Linked DNA regions of Mus musculus: region 1 is linked to region 2. A link is a contact called in public Hi-C data. All regions are on one chromosome and are shown on one strand. The core of a region is the stretch at or near the end of the contact, and the rest is flanking DNA. Distances in the headings are between cores, read along the strand shown. Region 1 overlaps Tbl1xr1 (transducin (beta)-like 1X-linked receptor 1). Region 2 overlaps 7530428D23Rik (RIKEN cDNA 7530428D23 gene).

Region 1 (3,502 bases), core at 529-3,028, 300 kb after region 2:
CTTCCTTGCTCCTCTGACTCATGGTGTTCAAAGTATAAGATTATCAGGTTCTGCTTGGGTGTCCTGTTTTGAAGGTAGGGCCACCTATGGAATCTTTTTTTTTGGGGTGTGGGATGGGAGGTTGGAACAGCTCAGATATGCTGTTAAAACCAGGAATATTCCCAAAACCAGGGTAAAGAAGACTTGGATCTGAGGTTACTAGTTATAGCTGATTGAATCATTGTCTGGTCTTCTGTGTTGGTTCTTGACTCCCTGTTCTTTGTAATCTGGATCCTCACTAAACCATTTCTCTTTGGTTCTGGTCTTATGTGAGCTCTTGGTCCACCATATACCTCAGGTGGTCTTTCCTTTCACTGCGGTGCACGTGTAAGGCTTTGAGGCTATGCAGTGCACAAGTCATGCATTCTGTCTCCTGCTGACTTTTGAAGTCACTTGCTGTGTCATGGAAGGAACTTCACTTTCATTTTGGGTCTGTGTTGAATGTTGACTGATGGCAGAGCTCTTTCATTTCATGGTTCTGAGTGGAAACAAAACAGATGGAAGAGGAAAGAGAGGGTTAGAGTTGGGAGAAAGAAATAGAAGTGGCTCTCACGCTTGTGAGCTGGACATGACCTTAGCTACTGATGCATACTTCCTAGATAATCCAAAACTACTGGAGATGTGTGGAGTAGAGGGATGTGTAGAAGTTAACTGAGCTGTCAAGATCTGGTGTTTTCAAATAATCGTCAGAAAGGAATGTTTTGATTATTTCTTCAGAACCAGATCTGCATTTGAGAAACAGGGTTTCTAGTTTACAAATGAACTAAAGTGATTGCCACAGTACTTCACTGATATTTTCAAAGAATTAAAAATTCACCAGTAAATTTTAATTAGGAAGGAAATTGCACTGAGAAGTGTGTTCTGGCACTTTGCCCTGGTGTTGCTCTGTGTGGCAGTCAGGAGGAATTTGTTCCTTTGGGCTCTTCCTCTTGTAGCCTCCTGTCCCTTTGGGTGTGTAACTTGACCCCTGAGGCTGCACTCTGCTTGCTTGTGGATGTGTTTTTGAACTTGTTAATTCTCAATCTCTTTGCTTTTTGGGTCAGCTCTTGTGCAGCACAGGCTGGCGAGCTTCATGGCTCCTTTATCTTTTTTGTGTTTGTCAAATGACTCAGACTTCTGGATGGGTACCCTGGTAGGTTGCTCCCTTTGTTTTGACAAAGTGGCATAGATGATTTCTACAAGTTGAGAAGTGCGGTGTTCCCCCCCCCCCCCAAGTAGTTTACTATTAACTTTAAGCAAACATGACGTCGGCCAGTGAGGTAAGGTCGCTTTCCTCCAAGACTCATAGTCTGAGTCCATAAGAATGCCATGTTGGAATGAGAGAAAGGACTTGGTGAAGCTGTCCTCTGACCTGCACTTGTGCACAGTGGCACTCTGCCCACATGCACGTAGGACATGACACCTGTGTACATGGTGTTACGTACTGGCTGTGGTTTGAAGCTGCCTGAGGAGGGCTCAAGTGTCAGTGTGGATAGTGGAATGAAAGCTGCTGAGTTCAGGAATAAAGGAAAGTTTGGAATCATTTAATTTACTGACTTCCATTCCTTGCAAAATACCACATATATCTCATGGGTTTAAGTAGCGTGGAAATTTGAGGACAAGCTCAAAAGAATGGCTCAGGGTGTGGAAAACAGGGAAGTTGAGTGGCTGTAACAAGACAGCTGCTCTGGCTTCTGCACCCTGTCCTCCTGGTTCTTGTTTTGCCTGAGCAGCAACAGTAGAGCTCATGAACCGGAGCAGCTCAGGAGGCTACTGAGTTCTTGCTTACTCTTCAGGGATGTTTGGCCGACCAGCTTTTCAGTGTCTCCCCTTTCACCCCATTTTGCCTTTTTAGGAGAGTGCCCCACACTATAGTCCTGCTGGCCTGGAAAACGATATGAAGACTAGTTTGCCCTCACACTTGCATTTATGCCCCTGCCTCAGCTTCTGCCTCCCTTGTATTGGGAGTACTCTAAGGGCTCCAGGCTTTTTGTCTTTTACTGCATTGGTACCCCTGGGATTGGATTCTGCTCAAGTCTTGTTCAGCAGTCTCAAACAGTCTGGTTTTTGTTTTTCTACCTGAAATTAAACATTTTTCTCATGAGAAGTTAGCCACTAAAATTTTTATTAGTGTCTTAATTTGGATCATTGATTTTGGTAATGTTTGTTTTAAAGTTGTGTAAGGTTCCATATTCGCTAAAGAATGATACCCTGGACTCAAATAGTATGTAAACACAGAGTGTTTTATTTTGTAGAAGTCCAACATGCTGGGGTTTCCCAATACCGGAACCTTGCAGGTCTGGTTTAAAGCACATTAGTAACTTCCAGGGTCAGTGACCCTTATGGTAATCTGTTGGCTGGAAACTTCTTAGGAGATGTCTGGAAACCGCTGCTGTCCTTGCCTCAGGCCAGGTGACAGACCTGGAGTTGCCCAGATCTTGGAAACAGATTCAGGTCTAGTCTCTTTTTAGGTAAGTACACTGTAGCTGACTTCAGACATGACAGAAGAGGGAGTCAGATCTCATTACTGGTGGTTGTGAGCCATCATGTGTTTCTGGGATTTGAACTCAGGACCTATGGAAGAGCAGTCAGTACCTGCTGAGCCATCTCCCCAGCCCCAGGCCTAGCCTCCGTAACTGCCAATTTGAAGTCTGTCATGGAATCAGCCTCCTCGGTTTTTATGGGTTTTGAATGTCCCATTTTTCTGTTTTAAATTCCTGTTATCTTCAGCATTTGACTTTGCATAGATTGAAGTTTTCCACCAATCTGAGTTGCGTTGAGAATCTGTAGCAGAAACACCTTCATGTGCTGACATCTGTTGCCTTCCCTTTCTCTTTTCTCAAAGGGGCTACAATCTATATTCACATCAATAAGGCAGAGTCAGGAGCTGGATTGCAATGTATTAATAGCTAGCCTGGTCTACATACTGACTCCTGGATAGCCAGGGCTACATGGTGAGATCTGGTCCCAAAAATTCAACCAACAAACAAAAAGGCTGAGTATGGTGGTCTGCACCTGTAATGTTTACACTTTGGAGGGTCAGAAATTCAAGGTTCGCTTTGGCAGTAGAGCAAGTTCAAGTCAGCCTGGGCTGTGTGAGGTTATGGCACACAAAATAAAACCAAGACCACACAAAATAACACCAAGACCACCATCACTACCACCACAAAAAACATAACGAATAAAACACAAAGTGGGGACAGTTATTATTTAGTATGTGATGACTATCTTTTCCTGACTACACATCTCACACTTCATAGTGACTTCCCCTCTGGCACTGCCTGGCCAACCCTGGCAGCTCCGTACCCAGGGATGTGTTTGCTCCTGCCTTAGCTGCTTTGTTCTTCATATCAGGCTCTGCCCTGAAATAGGCATGCACAGTGAAGTTAGTGCTCACCCCATGTGACCCTTAGGTCTCTTGTTACTACTACCATTTTACGATGACAGATCTTCCTGTATTGACACCTTCTCCTTTCTGCATATT
Region 2 (3,633 bases), core at 667-3,166:
TTAGGCCTACCAAGACAGCCTGTCTAGTCTCAGAGAACCTCATAACAGCCCAGGTCACCACTGATTCTCTGACCCTTCCAACTCTGCCTCAGTGAAGACTCAACACTCTGATAGCCACCACGCATTTTCAACAGCCTGCAATTATTCATCTGCTTCCTTTATTTGGGAAGGAATTTGAGTCCCTGAAGTGTACAGGGAAAATACTCTTGACTCAAAGCCTTCAAGGGTATAGTGCCACTCTGGATTTAAACAAGCTTCTATTTATCTTGTCACTTAGTGGAAAATCAAAGAGCTAAACAGGTTACTTCCCCCAAACTGCAAACTCTGGGCTTCTTTACTAAGTCAACACTCCTCAGAAGTACACCTTTCCTCCAGAGAGTCTAAGAGGCTATTCTGTGATTGTGAGAGTGAGTTCGGAGCATAATTCCTTAATAGATAGTATTTCAATCCATTCTATGGTTCCTGGCAGGTGTGTGAGTGCTTCTCACTATCACCCCAATGTTCTGGATTCTCAAAAGAAGATACACACACATAGCCTTATATTTTACTTACCTTAAACAACATGACTGGGCCACTCCCTAACTCCCTAACTGTCTAACATATACAGTTCCTATATGATATTCCTGAGTTAATACTTACTAAATCTATATTTTTGTCTTTGCTCCACTGGACCCTGCTGTGCAGCTCTCCTGAAGCTGTTTTTGCCCTGCACTTACATGCTGGTGGTCTTACCCTCCTACACCCTTCCAGCCTGGTCTATCTCCTATGCCTTCATCATGGCAGAATCTCCTCTTCGGCCTTCCCTGGTCCCTTCCCTAGAATCCTAAAAGTCCTGCCTCTGTGTCTCTGTCCAGCCATTGGCTTTCAGTAACATTATTGACCAGTCAAAAAACAACTAGGGACAGGCTCCATTTAGTCCTATGTGCAGGACATTGCAAACAGGTTTTAAGTAACATAATTAGCACAAGAACACAACCTGCAGCAATTCCAACCTGGACACTCTGATTGAGTAACTCTAAATGGTCATGCTGCCACACCTGATCCAAGAAGGACCTTGGCAAACACTGGCAAGATCATGGCCACAATGCCTGGGAACATGCACAGCCAATATCAGAGGGCAAATGAGTTTCTCCAGGAAGTCTGTGACATTTCCGTAAAGGTAGTAACTAAGTTCTATAGGCAGAGTGATCAGTCTGGGCCAACAAGACAACTCAGCAGGTAAAGGTGCTTGTCTCTAAGTCTGATGGCTGAGTTTAATCCCTGGGACTCAAATAGTAAAAGGAGAGAACTGACTCTGGTAAGGTGTCCTCTTGTGAAGGTCCTGTGGTAAGACCTTCACACTTACACCCATGCCCACACAGAGTAACTTAACTAACGTAAAAAACAAAACAAAACAAAAAACAAAAAAAAACCTTGCTTAAAAAGTAACCAGTCTTCAACACTCTAAAAAGCTCAGAGTACATCTCTGCTGATATTTGGTTTCCTCACTTTATGTAAATATTCTAAGCTTTTACTCTATAATTTAAAAACAACCTATTTCCAATCATTGTCATGCATTACCATTAATGCAGTGTGTTGGCAAAGAGCTGGGTAAGTGGCCTTGGCTCCTGATAACAGTGTTTTTGGAGCTGTTTGAAAGAGAAGGGAACCAAGAGTGGCACCACGCTAGTGAGTGTGTACTCTTCTGCATTGCACAGAGGAGCACACATTGAGGTTGGTAGCATATTAAAAGGGAAATGAATGATGAGATTGGAAGTCCCAGCATTGTACCATTCGTGGACACCAGCAGCATTCACAAGCAGCTGCTTTATTCCTTTTGATCACAGAGAAGTTCGTGAGGAGTGGCTTTGCTTTATCTGTTAGAAGCTATCTAGTAAAAGGAGCACTTGCTAATGATTAACTAGAAATGGCTCTGAAGAAGATTTTAACACTCCCAAAATGACTGAGCAAAGTTCAAATGAGAAAGTGTTTGCCTGGAAGTATAAGGACTCAAGTTTGATCCCTCGGAACTTACCTAAAATCAGCTAGGTGTGGTGTTAGGGTAGAGTTCTCTTTTTCCCTCCCCCACTTCTGTGTGTGTGTGTATGTGTGTCTGTACATGTATGTATATAGTAAAAATTAATAATAAAAAAGAGGCCATGAAATTGAAAAAGGGCAAAGGAAGAGTTGGGAAGTAAAGGGGGAGATGAGATGATTATATTATTATCTCAGAAGAATAAAAGTAGTATAAAAAGGGAGACCACATAGACACACGGAAGCCAAGGTAGAGTCAGGCTCTATGGTGAAAAAGTCACAGCACCACAAAAGCTCAGCTTGTTTATTGCATACAGTTGTACAGGAAAGTTAATACACGCAGCTGAACAAGAAGGTTGGTTATTACATACAGAGAAACAGGAGGACGCGTCGCGTTGTTATACACATCTGAACAAGAAGACGGCTTAGCAAATCTCAGTATGAGTAATGGCTGTTGGACAGCAGTCTTCAGGACATAAACATCCAAGAGGAGAAGTCTATGCACACTGGCCACATCCACATGAAGAACTGAGGAAGGCTGTGTAATCCTCTGAGCCTCCCAGGAACACTCTGCTACCTCCACGGGCTGAGGCATTGGAATCCTTGACATGGCCATGTCAACAATGTACTTTTACGCCAGACTTGCTCCCAAAAATGCTCAACCTGGGAAGGGGGGGGGGGGGTATGGGTGAATGTGATCAAAATACATTATATGCGTCTATGGAATTCTTAAAAATTAGTATTTTTAAATTGCAATAAGACATAAAAGGTTAGAATTTTTTTCATTTAGCTTTACTTCTCCTTTTCCTTACCCAATCTGTTGAGATGATCAGGCACTGACAGAATCCTAAAACCTCAACTTACAAGCTGGTGTACAAAAAGTCAGTGAAAATGAGTGTTTTCTGTGCTACTGAATGCAGAATACACAGTTGCCTATTTTCAAAGTGCATATTGAGACCCTGAAGAAACCCTGTAACAGTCCATGAAACACAGGCCATTTATATTGTGTGTCTTCTTGTTCCTTCCCAGCCTTTGGCTTCCGGAATGTCAAAAACATGTAATTATCTTTGAGTTACTCTCTCAAACTGTGCCTTCAAACAAGCCCTTCAGTTTGAACTTGCAAATTTCTCAAAATAAAACTTCCTACTGGTGAAAATAAATGTCTTCATATACAATTATTGTCAGAAACAATTAACTCCATAACTCAATCAAATTGTGATTTTATTACCTATCAACAAACATACACCAGAATCTATTTTCAGCTTACTGTGGCCTACATAATAAGTAGCTAAAAATTCCTTCAAAAAATACATCCTCCAGCCCTCCACTAGATCACTGAGGTTGGATGCTAATACAAATAATGTTTGAATGTTTTGAAAAACATACCCTTTTATATAAGCTTTCTGACCAATGAACTTTCATGTCCGTGCAATAGTGCCTGACTTTCTACATAGATGCTGGGAGTCAGACTTCTGGTCCTCATCATCACACTTAAGTACTGAGCCATCTCCCCTGTTTGTGCAATTGGTTCTTATCTCTTCACCTACTCTTACTCTCAGGTAAAAACTTAATTTGAATTCTATTTTGAAACATGTATGTATTTACTTACTGTGTATGTGT

The links. Hi-C and Micro-C count contacts between places; a contact is called where the count stands out from the background.
Region 1: a Hi-C map of liver shows a contact between it and region 2, with 2.7 times the contacts expected there. The contact joins two enhancer-like sites. A contact is called at or near these places in 1 of 39 promoter capture datasets (neural stem cells), 1 of 15 datasets of contacts at CTCF or cohesin (the NIH/3T3 cell line), 5 of 484 Hi-C or Micro-C datasets (bone marrow-derived macrophages, extraembryonic endoderm stem cells, liver and 1 more) and 2 of 115 datasets of contacts at active chromatin or transcription factors (embryonic stem cells and microglia).

The regions. Positions count from the first base shown.
Region 1 is chr3:22,089,598-22,093,099 of GRCm38.p6, forward strand. The region is part of intron 1 of Tbl1xr1 (transducin (beta)-like 1X-linked receptor 1); the gene reads left to right. Among named protein-coding and RNA genes, the nearest start is that of Tbl1xr1, 15 kb to the left of the region's middle. Within about 2 kb of position 1,779, at least 126 of the 459 cell types and tissues checked have an H3K27ac peak or open chromatin away from gene starts, as enhancers often do. A contact at or near this core is called in liver, where this site is marked.
Region 2 is chr3:21,790,550-21,794,182 of GRCm38.p6, forward strand. The region is part of intron 1 of 7530428D23Rik (RIKEN cDNA 7530428D23 gene); the gene reads right to left. Among named protein-coding and RNA genes, the nearest start is that of 7530428D23Rik, 8.4 kb to the right of the region's middle. Within about 2 kb of position 1,917, at least 13 of the 459 cell types and tissues checked have an H3K27ac peak or open chromatin away from gene starts, as enhancers often do. A contact at or near this core is called in liver, where this site is marked.